Regions from separate parts of the Zea mays genome. Here region 1 is linked to region 2. The links are chromatin contacts, called in public Hi-C maps. All regions are on one chromosome and are shown on one strand. The core of a region is the stretch at or near the end of the contact, and the rest is flanking DNA. Distances in the headings are between cores, read along the strand shown. Region 1 holds the start of LOC100275180 (putative domain of unknown function (DUF641) containing family protein). Region 2 holds the start of LOC100274208.

Region 1 (6,227 bases), core at 1,864-4,363, 240 kb before region 2:
GTCCGCGCGTACGCAGAGGCGGCGGAAATCGCCGACGGCGCCTGGATCTCGCTCCCGGGAGGGACCCCGTCGGGGAGGAGAGATCCTAGGATTCGTCTAGGCTCGGGCCGGCCGACCTAGACTCCTCTAATCAGCGTAGAGTCGAAGAGAGGCGGAGAATTTAGGGATCGAGAGGCTAAACCTAAACTAGACTAGAACTACTCGTAGGATAAAATGCGAATAAAAGTTGTATTGATTCGATTGTTGATGATTACAAATCGGCCGTAGACCTCTCTTTATATAGAGGAGGGGGGCTGGACCCTTTACACGACTGGATTCCGTGTTAATTCCGCAAATCTAGCCAACAAACATAGCACAAAACTCGGAACCCTAAACTGCTCTGCGCATGCGCGGACCGTCCGGCCCACAGGCGCGGACTGTCCGGACCGCGGACCGTCCGGCCTCAGGGCCGGACCGTCCGGCCGCTCAATACGGCGCTCAACAATATGCACCTCCATCACGCAGTGTCTATGTACTCATAAGGTAATCATGTCAAGTTTGCTCTAGCTTCGCCAACCGGGAGATAAAAATTAAGCAGTATTACTGAACTAGCAAAAAAAATTCTATCAGCCCAGCGGTGACTGAGGTGTTCTGTATCCATATAAATTTGGCTATTCCTTTTCTTTTTATCATCAGAATTGGGGTATCTCACCATAGTTGCCAGGGGCAGAAAACATGGGCCAAACAATTTTGTCAATCTCTAGTGGTAATGAATAAGACGTTTCTAAATCTGAGCCTCTATCAACTGTTCAATTTTACCCTCTCTCTAGTAGTAAAGAATAGGTCGTTTTTTCTAACTGATAAAAAGGGAGAAGGCTGAACAATGCTATTGAACTTGTCTCACGAAATTAAAAAAGTTCCTATAAGGATTTGTTTGAGAGCAAGCATAATGAAAATGATTGAGAGAGCTAGAATCCATTACTATTTTAAATAGTGAGAAATTCTAGCTCACTTAATCCACTCCATTACTCTTACTCTTAAACAAGCATTAAAAGACACCTTTTATGCTGCAATCTGCAGGTCTGGCTTAAACAATACATCTCCAGGTCAAAGGGTTAGGTTTTTCTATCCAGACTCCAGAGTCTCCCAGCCACTGCCAATCTGCAACGGCTCGTCCCCCTCGCCTTTAATTATGCCCGTCACTGAGAACACTAGATTAACTTACTAAAGCAACCCACACCAAGTACCCAAAAAAAAGTCATAAGCAAACACAACACAAGGCACAGAGTCACAGCCGCACAGCACACAGAAAGGAAAGCAAGCAGTGCATATATCTGATCTACCACTACCAAACAATGATTGATTTCACAGGTGTGGAGTGCGATGATGCCAACCGCTCGCCACTTCGGCGTATCCATGGGCTCGTGGCTTCGGCCGGCGCTCTATAAGGTATAAGTTTCCGGTGTATGCACTATGCAGCCACGCGGTAGGGGCGGGGATTCTGGGGCGACAGGATGGGGATCTACGGCAGCAGATAGAGAGGAGTGCGCTGCCCATTTGCGCTTTTGCAGAGGGGGACAAAAGAATCCTCTCGGCTTGCACCGCTGCTGAGAAGGATGTGCCAACTATTGCCGGTGTCATCTTGCACTAATAGATCTTCGAGAATCAAGAGAACTTTTTTTGCATGGGATTTCGAGGCGAAAGTGTGCTCTCAATCTCGCAGACCAAGACAGTTTGAGCGAATAATCTTTTCATCACCAGTGGTGGCTCAGCTTCGACGCTTCTTATTATTCATCGAGATCACGGATAACACACTAATCATGCAATTCCTGTACTACTGTAGAAGACAGGGGTGTGTATATATTTTTGTCCCCAGTCTCTAGCTCTACTGAGGTACTCTAAAGTAGCAGCAAGCTAGGTCCGCTTCACTTCCTAGTGCGTGGCCCATACAGACAAGGAAGCTAGGATCCAAGATCACCAAAGGGGGGCCCCAAAAACTGTGGCTGGTAACTGGTAAGCCTCTCTGTGAGTCGCTTTCATCGTGGACTAGCAAGAGCAACGCAGGCCACCAGCCTGAATCCCTCGCCCGTGACAGTTGAATGCTCACGAGCGCAACGGAACAAAGCCACCCGCATCGGACCAGGCAAAGGAGACGAACAGAACGCCCAAGCCAAGCCAGCCGCTGCTCCAAGCGTGTACTAACTGGTAGAGCCTGACACCTGGGGGCCAGAGCGCCAGATAGGCAGTTAGGTGAACTGCCGCCCTGGCCATGGTCAAGGCCAATGCGTGGGTTGATGATGCCTCTGGCCTGCTCCGCTACAGGCCTACTACTACAGCTCAATCCAATGAGGGGGCAGATCGCCTTTTGAGAAAGAGCTCGGGGTAGTCAAAGTCAACGAACCTGTTAGCTTACTATGGCAGTGAGGAGAGTTTTTATTTTTTGATTTCACCTCCGGAGTCAGGTTCCAGTTCCACACGAGTCCAGTGGATGAGTTTTTTTTAGAAGTTTAATCTGAATTCGATGTTCGCATGATTGAACGGTGTAGTAGACCAATTCTTGCCGTATCGACATGTTCAAAGATAGATGTTGTTTTTTGGATTGGTAAGTGTCGAGGACCATCTGGACGACTTTACGGTTCCACCTTGTGGCCCTTGTGGCTTTGATGGTCCACGACTAAATTAATTTAAACTATATACTTATCCTGTGTGGTTATTTTAATATCGTGTCCAGCAGTTTACTGTTTACCTAAAATATTATTTTATACTGTAAATTGTATTATTCATAAAATAGAGTTTGAATATGATTATAAAGATAGACAGTTAAAGATAGCTTAACAACTCACGTGAAACTGTTGGCTTTTGTCTCCTATAAGGGTTAATTTGGAAACACCAATTTCAAAGCACATGCTTTGGAAAATAGTGTTTCCAAACTAGACAGTAGAGCTGCCAATTTTGCAAACGTTCTATACTTGAGACTCCAATATGAGATGTTCTTGTGTGTTCATCTGTGCGTCAAAACAGAAACCTCCATCACGGAAGCGTAGAAGTATCCTTTTCCCCAATTCGTACCGAACGGTCGCAGACAGCCTTGCTTCTTTTGCTCAAGTGCGCTCGTGCCTCCAGCTCTCCTTCCCAGATCCCGCACTCCTCGCTCGCGTTCTCCCTCCACCGCCCCCAACTCCTCGCCGTCCCACCGCCCCGAACCACCCACACCCACCACTCACCTCCATCCCCCACCTCTGCACTCCCGCAATTCGCGTCGCCGACAACCCGCCCCGCTCGGCGGCGGAGACAAAGAGCGCGCCGAGCGCGCGGCGGCGGGCGTAGCCATGCTCCACAAGTTCGCGCTCGCGTTCAAGACCAAGACCATCGAGTTCTTCGCCGAGGAGGACGAAGACGAGGACGCCGACCGGTTAGCGCGCTCTCCGGCGCCGGGGGCGGATGGGGTCCTTGCCTGGCAGCGGGTGGTCGTGCTGAAGCCCGACCCGCCGAACCCTAACCCTAGCGCGGATGGGGAGGGGAAGGCGGCGTCCGGGCAGGAGGCCGCCGTCGCCGCGGCGCTTGCGACGGCCTCGTCGTTCCAGGCGGCGTACCTGCACCTGCAGGCCGCCCACGCGCCGTTCCTGCCGGATGCGGCGGCGGCCGCGGACGCCGCCGCTGTGTCGCACCTCCGGAGGCTGTCGGAGCTCAAGCGGATCGCGAGGAGCGGGCCGGTGGGCCCGCCCGTGACGGACGGTGGCGGGGCCCTCACGGCGCACCTCGAGGCCCAGGTGCGCGAGAACCAGGCACTGCTGCGGTCGTTCGACGCCGTGGTGAACCGCCTACAGGCCGCGCTCGACGCCAAGGACGCCGCGGCCGCCGCGCTGCGGCTGGACCTCGAGGCGCTCGACGACGCCAACGCGCGGCTCGCGGGCCGCCTCGACCGCGCGCTCGCGCCTCCGCCGGGCGGGGACGCCGTCGGCGCGATGCTGTCCGCGGGCGTCTTCGACTCCGTCCTACGCGAGGCGCTCCGCGTCGCGCACCGGTTCGCCCGCGCGCTTGCCGAGGTCCTGCGGTGCGCTGGGTGGGACCTGGCCGCGGCCGCAGAGGCCGCTTACCCTGGCGTCGCCTACTCCAAGTCCGGCCACTGCCGCTACGCGCTCCTCTCCCGCGTCTGCCTCTCCATGTTCGACGGCTTCGACTCCTACCAGTTCGGCGCCACAGCCGACACCACGGAGCTTGGAGGAACCCAGCTGGCAGCCCGCAGGAACGAGTCACTGCAGCAATTCATCGAGCACTCAGATGCAGATCCCATGGAGCTGATGAATTCTAGCCCGGACTGTGACTTTGCCCGATTCTGCGACCGCAAGTACAGACAGCTGATCCATCCAGGCATCGAGTCCTCACTGTTCGGGAACTCAGAGTGCGGGACACTGCCGGTGGTGAGCGTGGCCGGCCCACTCTACGAGCTGTTCGTCGCAATGGCAAGCTCGATCTGGACACTCCACAGGTTAGCCTGGGCATACGACCCCGCAGTCGGCATATTCCAGGTCGGCCGGGGCGCAGAGTTCTCGACGGTGTACATGGAGAACATTGTCCGGTCGAAGAAGTGTTTTGCGGGGAGCAAGGAGCCCGGGAAGCCGGTGCGGCCGAAGGTCGGGTTCACGGTGGTGCCGGGCTTCCGGCTCGGAGGGACAGTGATCCAGTGTACGGTGTATCTGGATCACGGGAAGAGGGAAGAAGACATTACAGATTCGGTTTGAGCTGGAGTGGAAACTATACAGGCAAAGAAAGGAAACTGTACATTCCCAAAGAAAAAGGAGGTTATGTAAAGGCGATCAAGAACAGTGCGTGGAAATAACCTGCAGGATCGAAGTCGCTGCTCGATGATGAGTATAAAGAAAGCTATTTATCTTTTGATTTAGTTTTGTTTTTTTTGTGGGCTGTACAAAGGTCAACGGGTGAAGAGAGCTTTGTGTTCTAACAGAGTCGAAGGGTTATTACCATCTGATCTTGGGTAACTTAATTATTTGTGTGTAGGTCGATTCCATCTGTAAATGTATATTTATGAGGGAGTACGTGCTCGCGGGCCTCTTATATATTTAGAAGAAAACCAGCTAATGCATTGTCCTACTGATTAATGAGTGCTACCTTGCCATAGTTCTCCTCCCCCAGATCCTTTTCCTGTCGTCCGGTCGATTCAGAACTGCAGCAGCATATAAGCACGTTCGGCATTCAATACTGCTGACCCCGTCTGCTGCGCGATATGCAACTACCGTTTAGTCCGTTACGTCAGAGTGTTCTTTCCATGACATGCTAAATGGCTGCAAAATCATCCTGGATCGAGAGGCCAGTCGATCAGGTAGGCAGCGTGGCACACATGCCTTCTGTCCGGAAGACATGCTTAGCGCCTTGTTGAGCTCCAGAAAGGGGCTGGGTTCAGCAGGTAACACACTTTTCTTCGTCCCGTTTGGAGAAAGGATTCTGGATTCTTCTCTCCTGTCACGGTGTCACCCGTATCTTCCGTCCGTTGTCCCAAGAAAGCTAGTCGCCTAATTCCGATTCCGTCGTGGACTCGCGTACGTAGATACAATCATCGACGTCCTCGGATCTAATAATTTTCCTCGGCGCTCCTCCTCTTTCCATTGAAAAAAGGTTTCCGTACTCGTGCAGCTACAGGGCATTGATTCCCGGTGGCACCCAAGACCCCGTCCATCCATCCTTGGCTCCGGACAGCTGTCCGGGCTGGGGCTACCATCCTCACTACTAATCACTAGTAAACTGCATCTCGTCACCTACGCACGCAGACGCAGTAGACCAGCAGCAACCTGTGTGAGGCTGTGAAGTTGTGAACATTCAGAATGTTAAACAAGAACCGAAGCGTCCGGATTGTCAGCCTTGGAACGAGGGCCTGTGTCTTTAGACTTTAGCCATGATTAGGACTTACAGGAGGCACAGCTGGCTCTGTAGAGTGCTCTGAGGTCAAGGCACAGGCACAGCGCGTGGCATGTTCGTTGCTTGGGCTCTAGTCCAGCAGCCGGGCTCTGCGCACCCTGATGCTCTGCCTGCCCTTTTGGTTTTGGGTTTTTGACTCCTGACCTCGCGGATTCCTGTCGTGCTCGCTTCGCGGCTTACAGCGCGGCACCCGTTAGTTATTCCTTGAGTTGGCTTTACTCCCGTGCCTTCCTGCCGCCGGAGGCGAGCATATTTCGGTGGTCTCTGGTCTGGTCGCAGCCTTGACGGGCTCCGGATCGGAAGCTACTAGTGCT
Region 2 (5,677 bases), core at 1,556-4,055:
TCGTTGTACTTGGGATAGGTCCCTGCTCGGAAGTTAGCTGGCCAAGGCATCACTTGCAGGTGAGGCGCCAGGGGACTTCGCTCGTCGAGGTAGTTGACCCCTTGGAATGGCGCGGCGTGCTGGAAGGTGTAGTCACGCTGGGGGAAACGCGGGTTCTCCGGCTGTGCTCGGTGTTGCAGGGGTGGCCCATGCTGCAGGCCGAGGTGGCCTTCGCGCGTGTCTTCCGGTTGTGCGCGTTGCTGGAGGGGTGGCTCTTGGTGCAGGCCAAGGTGGCCTTCGCGCTGCATTAGCGCGATCTCGCGTTCGAGGTCTTGGGCCTTCTGCTCCTCGTCGCGTATCATTTGCCGCACCTTGGCTAGTGCGGACACACGCTGGCGCTTGGCCTCCAGTATCTCTTTCTGCCTCTGGAGATTGCGGTTCTTGAGGCGTAGGGCGCGCAGCTGTAGCTGTTCTTCTGTTGAGACGCCGAGGACCTCGCCGTCCTCGGTGAGGTCTGCGCCTTCCAGTGGGGCGAAGCCTGGGGGCGGCTGCGATTGTCCTTCGGGCCCGCAGGTGCGGAAGGTGTCGTCTTCGCAGGTGCGGGGAACATTGTCTTCAGTGGGCTCTTGGTGGGTGGATTGGGTGAGGGCGAGGGCCTTGCCCTTTCTTGCGGCAAGCAGTGCTGCCTTCGCAGCCTCGTCAGCCTTCGGGTTAGCTCTCTTGGGTGCCATCGCGGGTGGTGTTGTCGTAGCACGAACGGTGGGCGCCAAATGTCCGCCTGACTCTTAACCTTGTGGTCATGGGTTCGTGCCCCATGGTGGGCGCCAAATGTCCGCCTGACTCTTAACCTTGTGGTCGTGGGTTCGTGCCCCACGGTGGGCGCCAAATGTTGGAACTTGCTCTCAAACGCAAGGAGGCCAACAAGGGTGAACAGTGGTGACAACAGGGTTACATGCTAGGAGGCAATAGCTCTGTTCATCTCGCCTCACACGGGCACTGTGCGGGGGTATTTATAGGTACCTGAGCGCCCAGCGCCTTGTGTTGAGGACGCATGTGCCCTCAGCTACCCAGGTTATCCCCAGAATATTCCCATAAAGCAGGGTTACAGACCGTAATTACAGGAATGCCTTTACAAATGAGGCCCGTAGCACACAGCGACCGCGCAGGGCCCGTTACAATGGGCCGGATCGTACGTGGGCCTCCGAACTGGACGAGGCCGCACGGTGGGAGGACCTCGTCGCAGGCCTTTGTCTGGCGTCGTACCGGGCGAAGGGTGTCCCTGCCCGTTTTGTCTTCGTCGGACCAGCGGCACCGGCGAGGACTTCGAGCGGAGGGTGGCGGCTATGCCTTCGCCCCAACATTACCCCCTAATTCAACCTCGTGCGAAGGAAAATTTTCTATACTAGATTTATCAAATGCACGTACTAGTCTCCTATAATCGTTTTGCATACCCCCTATGATATTTTGCATTTGTTCTCGCTATTCATCTACATAATTCTTAAGAGATTGTAGCTCGTTTGTGTTACTTACATTGGGGATATCTGGTGTGGGTCGGAGCGAAGCCGGATCCGTCGCCCGTTGTCGAACGACTTTATTGTTTCTGTCCACCTTGAAGTTGGCCAGGAACTTCGCCCTCGCCTCTTGAATCAGCTGCTCCTTATGCTCTTCAAACTGTAGCTGTTCGTCAGCCGTCAAGGTTTCCCAAGTCGGCTCTATAATGTTGCTGGGGGAGACTTCAGAACTATCCATTGAACCGGCCATTGAGGACCGATTTGATGGGTCTAGATGTATCGTCCCCAGCGGAGTCGCCAAAAAGTATGTTGACACCTTTTTGGGGCGCCAATTACTCAACACGAACCAGCGTCAGTACTCTCTGCACAGGGGCGGACGGTCCGCGGCCAGGGGCCGGACGGTCCGCGACCTGGTGCGATGCTAGGGTTTCCTGCTTGACGACCGGACGGTCCGTGCGTGCGCAGGGGCGGCGGAAGATCACCGGCGGCGCCTGAATCTCGCTCTCGGGAGGGACCCCGTCGGGGAGGAGAGATCCTAGGAGTTGTCTAGGCTCGGCAGGCCGACCTAGATTCCTCTAATCGACGTAAAGTCGAAGATAAGCGGAGATTTTGGGGAAGAGAGGCTAAACTAGAACTAGACTAGAACTACTCTTAGGAAATAAATGCGAAATAGAAGTGTTATTGATTCGATTGATAATTATAAATCGGCCGTATACCTCTCTATTTATAGAGGAGGGGGGCTGTACCCTTTACAAACTAATTTCCGAGCTAATTCCGCGAATCTAGCTAACAACCGTAGCACAAAACTCGGAACCCCAATCTGTTCTGCGCACGCGAGGATCGTCCGGCCCACAGGCGCGGATCATTCGGATCGCGGACTGTCAGGCCTCAGGGCCGGACCATCCGCCACACTCAATTTGGTGCCCAATAGCTTCAAAGGTGAGGCTTTTGGCTGGGCAGGGCAGAGGATCAATTTTTTGGAAGTCTCACTGGTGAAGAATCAAAGATGTCCTGAGTGAGGTGTCTCGTGGCTTAGCAACGATGACGCGCCCAGTCTTACTTCTCGTCGTCGTGTTTCCTTTGGCCTTGTTGTGCCTGTCTTAGGGAGTCGGAGCTGCTCATCACCTGTGTTCAGCTCGGCAACGAAGACTAAAGATGGACATTGTGTATAGGGTTGTTATTGTCAAAGTTGTTTGTGCGTTCCGTATAGGTTTTGAGTTACAGGTCAATTATTTTTTTAATTGAGAGACAAAATTCATGTCATTACATTAAAAAACAGCAGTGTGGAATGGTTTCCCCTCCCCTGCCTCCAAAGTCCAAACAGCACCAGGGAACAGGGTCCCATGGGGTGGTGGTCTGGAGGGGAACTGATTTGGTCACCAGCCTGAGCCCCTGACTGTGCAGTGTCCACAAAGATCCCGGGCTGCTCCTTCCTCCCAGAGGAAGCGTACAAACCTGGAGGGGAACTGCCCGTCTCCTCGGCTGACCCGTCCACCTCCTTCTTTTCCCCTCGTGTCCGCCGCTACACGCGCCGCCGGAACCCTAGCCTCCACCGCCACAGGTGAGTTGGACGGGACCCTTCTCTGCTGTTCTCCGCGTACTTCCCGCCCGGTCCAGCAGTGAGCAGTCTACTGATCCACCTGATCCAACTGGCGTGGTGCAGGCAGCAGGGATGGAGAAAGGAGCCTCGGAGGCGTCGCCCCCTTGCGCTCGCTGCGGCAAGCCCGCTCAGCTTCAGTGCGTTTTTCTCTCCTCCTCTGGAACATACCGCTTCCTCTCTCCGCAGCGATCTGCTGTCGACTTCTTCCCGCCGCGTTTTGCTTGGCACCTGCTGCCGAGTTTTCCCGCTGCGTCTTGCTTCGAAGCTCTACACCGGTCCAGCTAGTAATAGGATCTGATGCTTGACGCAGCTTTGTTGTGACGCCATTTAGTATAAATTGTAGAAAAATTGGTTATCTTAGCTCTCATCTGCTTTTAGTTAGAACATCAAAGCAGAACCAGGGTGGCTCTGATTGCTGTGATATTCGGCTGCAAAAACAGAGTTATAGTTTGGAAAGTAGCACGTAGTAGACATGTTGATTTCTTTAAGTAATTGCTTATGCTCTGTTGTTTTGATTTTCAGATGCCCCAAGTGTGTCGAACTTAAGTTACCGCGTGAGAATGCAGCTTTCTGGTCAGTGACAAGCTTCTCTCGTTTCTGTTTTACTGCATTGGAACATCATGATAGTAGGAAGTTCTCAGGAGTCAGGATGGATGCGTATCAGCATTGTTTTCAGATTGCCTGATCGACCCCACTGGACGATTAGGCGACGATCAGGGCGATTAGTCGCCCCTGATCGAACCTAATCGTCCCCCTGGTCGTCCTGTATATTTGCAGGACATATATATGTATATATAGACATGTAGTCATATATAACACTATATATATATATATATTATATAGATATATAGTCTGAACTGAAGTCTGAACTAAACTAAACTGAACTCAAGACAGGAGCTTCAGAGCTTCAGAAGTCTTAACTAAACTGAAGTCTGAAGCGAACAAAGAAATGAGAAAAGTTCAGACATCAGAGTTCGGTCTTAACTGGAGACTTCAGAGTTCAATCTAAAATGAGAAAAGTCCAGTCTTAACTGGAGATTTCAGAGTTCAGTCTCAAATGATAAAAGTTCAGTCTTAACTGGAGACTTCAGAGTTCAGACATATACCTTTTCAGATGAGGAGCTCATCTCCAGTCCCTGTGTTTTCTCCCAGCTGGTGTAGAGAGAAGGGTGTTGGAACCTTGAAGGGAGAGGGAAGGGAGCTGGGAAGAGAGAACTGAGAAGGGTGTTTTCACCCAGCCGGCAGGGAAGATGAAGAGACAAGAAGATCTGGGGGCGGCTACCTCTACTAATAATGGGCCAGTCCAGTCAAACAGACTGTTGGACTACCCGGGCCTTATTAACCGCGACTGATCGGTTGCTAGTCGATTAGCCATTCCATATTGTCGCCTAATCAGACGATATGGACGATCAGCCACCCTAATCGAATCGAACACCCTTATCGAGCACAGAGTACCGATCAGCTCGACTAATCACGACTAATCGCGATTAGTCGGACGATCTGAAAACAATGGGTATCAGCTAGTCTTATTGTCTTAACAAGTTAACATCACAGAGCATAAACCTTTCTACATAATTTAAAGGTTCATGTATCATTTTGATATGGCCTTATGTGGAAACTTCATCATCAATGAGTATGAAGTTAGTAAATAGCTTTAGATACCTTTATTAGTGGGTATGGTAGTTAAACACATCTTTTAATATCAAAGCATCCATTGGAAGTGCTGGTATACAGTGCAGGGTACAATTATGCTTCATGTGTTGCTCCTTCACCATTTTTTAACTAGTAAAAGCATAAAATTCTTTTGTGTCCACAAACCATTTGCAGCACACAGGATTGTTTTAGGGCAGCATGGAGCTCTCACAAATCTGTTCACCCAAAGCCTGGTGCACCGGCATCCCAGCAGTCTCCAGAAGGTTGGAAATATTGTCTGAGAAAAGGGCGGGAACGTGCATTGCAACTTCCTCGTTTTGATTGGACAGGGTAAAATACTATTATTACATCTGTAATTCCTTTGTAGGATCTGTTGTTAATACGTGTAGCATTACTTTTGCCTCTGGAATTACTGGGGAAGCTATTAAATATTGAACATTACTCAAATTCAATCAAATACAAAAGAACAAGAACAACAACAAAATTTTCTAGTTTCTTGTCCCAACCAAGTTTGGGTAAGCTAGGCCTGAAATCCAACAGGAGCCACCAAAAAAATTGGTAGTGACAACTCAAATTCGAACATTCCAAATTTATATTAATTTTCAGCTGGTTGATTTCTTATCTTCTTAAATAAATGCTGGTATATTCTGACACAACCTATGTGGAACACTAAGAATAACCCTGCCACAGCCATGCAAAAGGTTTAGAGCAGCAAATGAGCTATGGAAAAGTTAACTATTGTAGTGAATCTAACATTTATGCACAGTGAACCAATGTCTTTTGGATAGTTACAATAGTTTTTTTTGACTTGGTTATGCACCGTGCATACATGAAGCATTTCTTTTACCATTAACTGCACATTTGAGAGTTCTAGTATATTTGAGCAACAAAGTGGCTTCATGCATGCTGTAAACATGGCGTTTAACATTTCCTC

Evidence for each region. A called contact is a pair of places that touch in the nucleus more often than the background predicts.
Region 1: a contact with region 2 is called in a Hi-C map of leaf, with 6 times the contacts expected there. The contact joins the promoter of LOC100275180 here to the promoter of LOC100274208 in region 2. A contact is called at or near these places in 3 of 25 Hi-C or Micro-C datasets (ear and leaf).

The regions. Positions count from the first base shown.
Region 1 is chr1:230,596,361-230,602,587 of Zm-B73-REFERENCE-NAM-5.0, reverse strand. LOC100275180 (putative domain of unknown function (DUF641) containing family protein) reads left to right here and starts at 3,113. Exons shown (of 1, transcript NM_001149330.1): 1 at 3,113-5,036. The coding sequence starts at 3,309. The coding sequence ends at 4,721.
Region 2 is chr1:230,353,035-230,358,711 of Zm-B73-REFERENCE-NAM-5.0, reverse strand. LOC100274208 reads left to right here and starts at 2,805. Exons shown (of 17, transcript NM_001148580.1): 1 at 2,805-3,051; 2 at 3,154-3,227; 3 at 3,613-3,663; 4 at 4,918-5,073. The coding sequence starts at 3,163.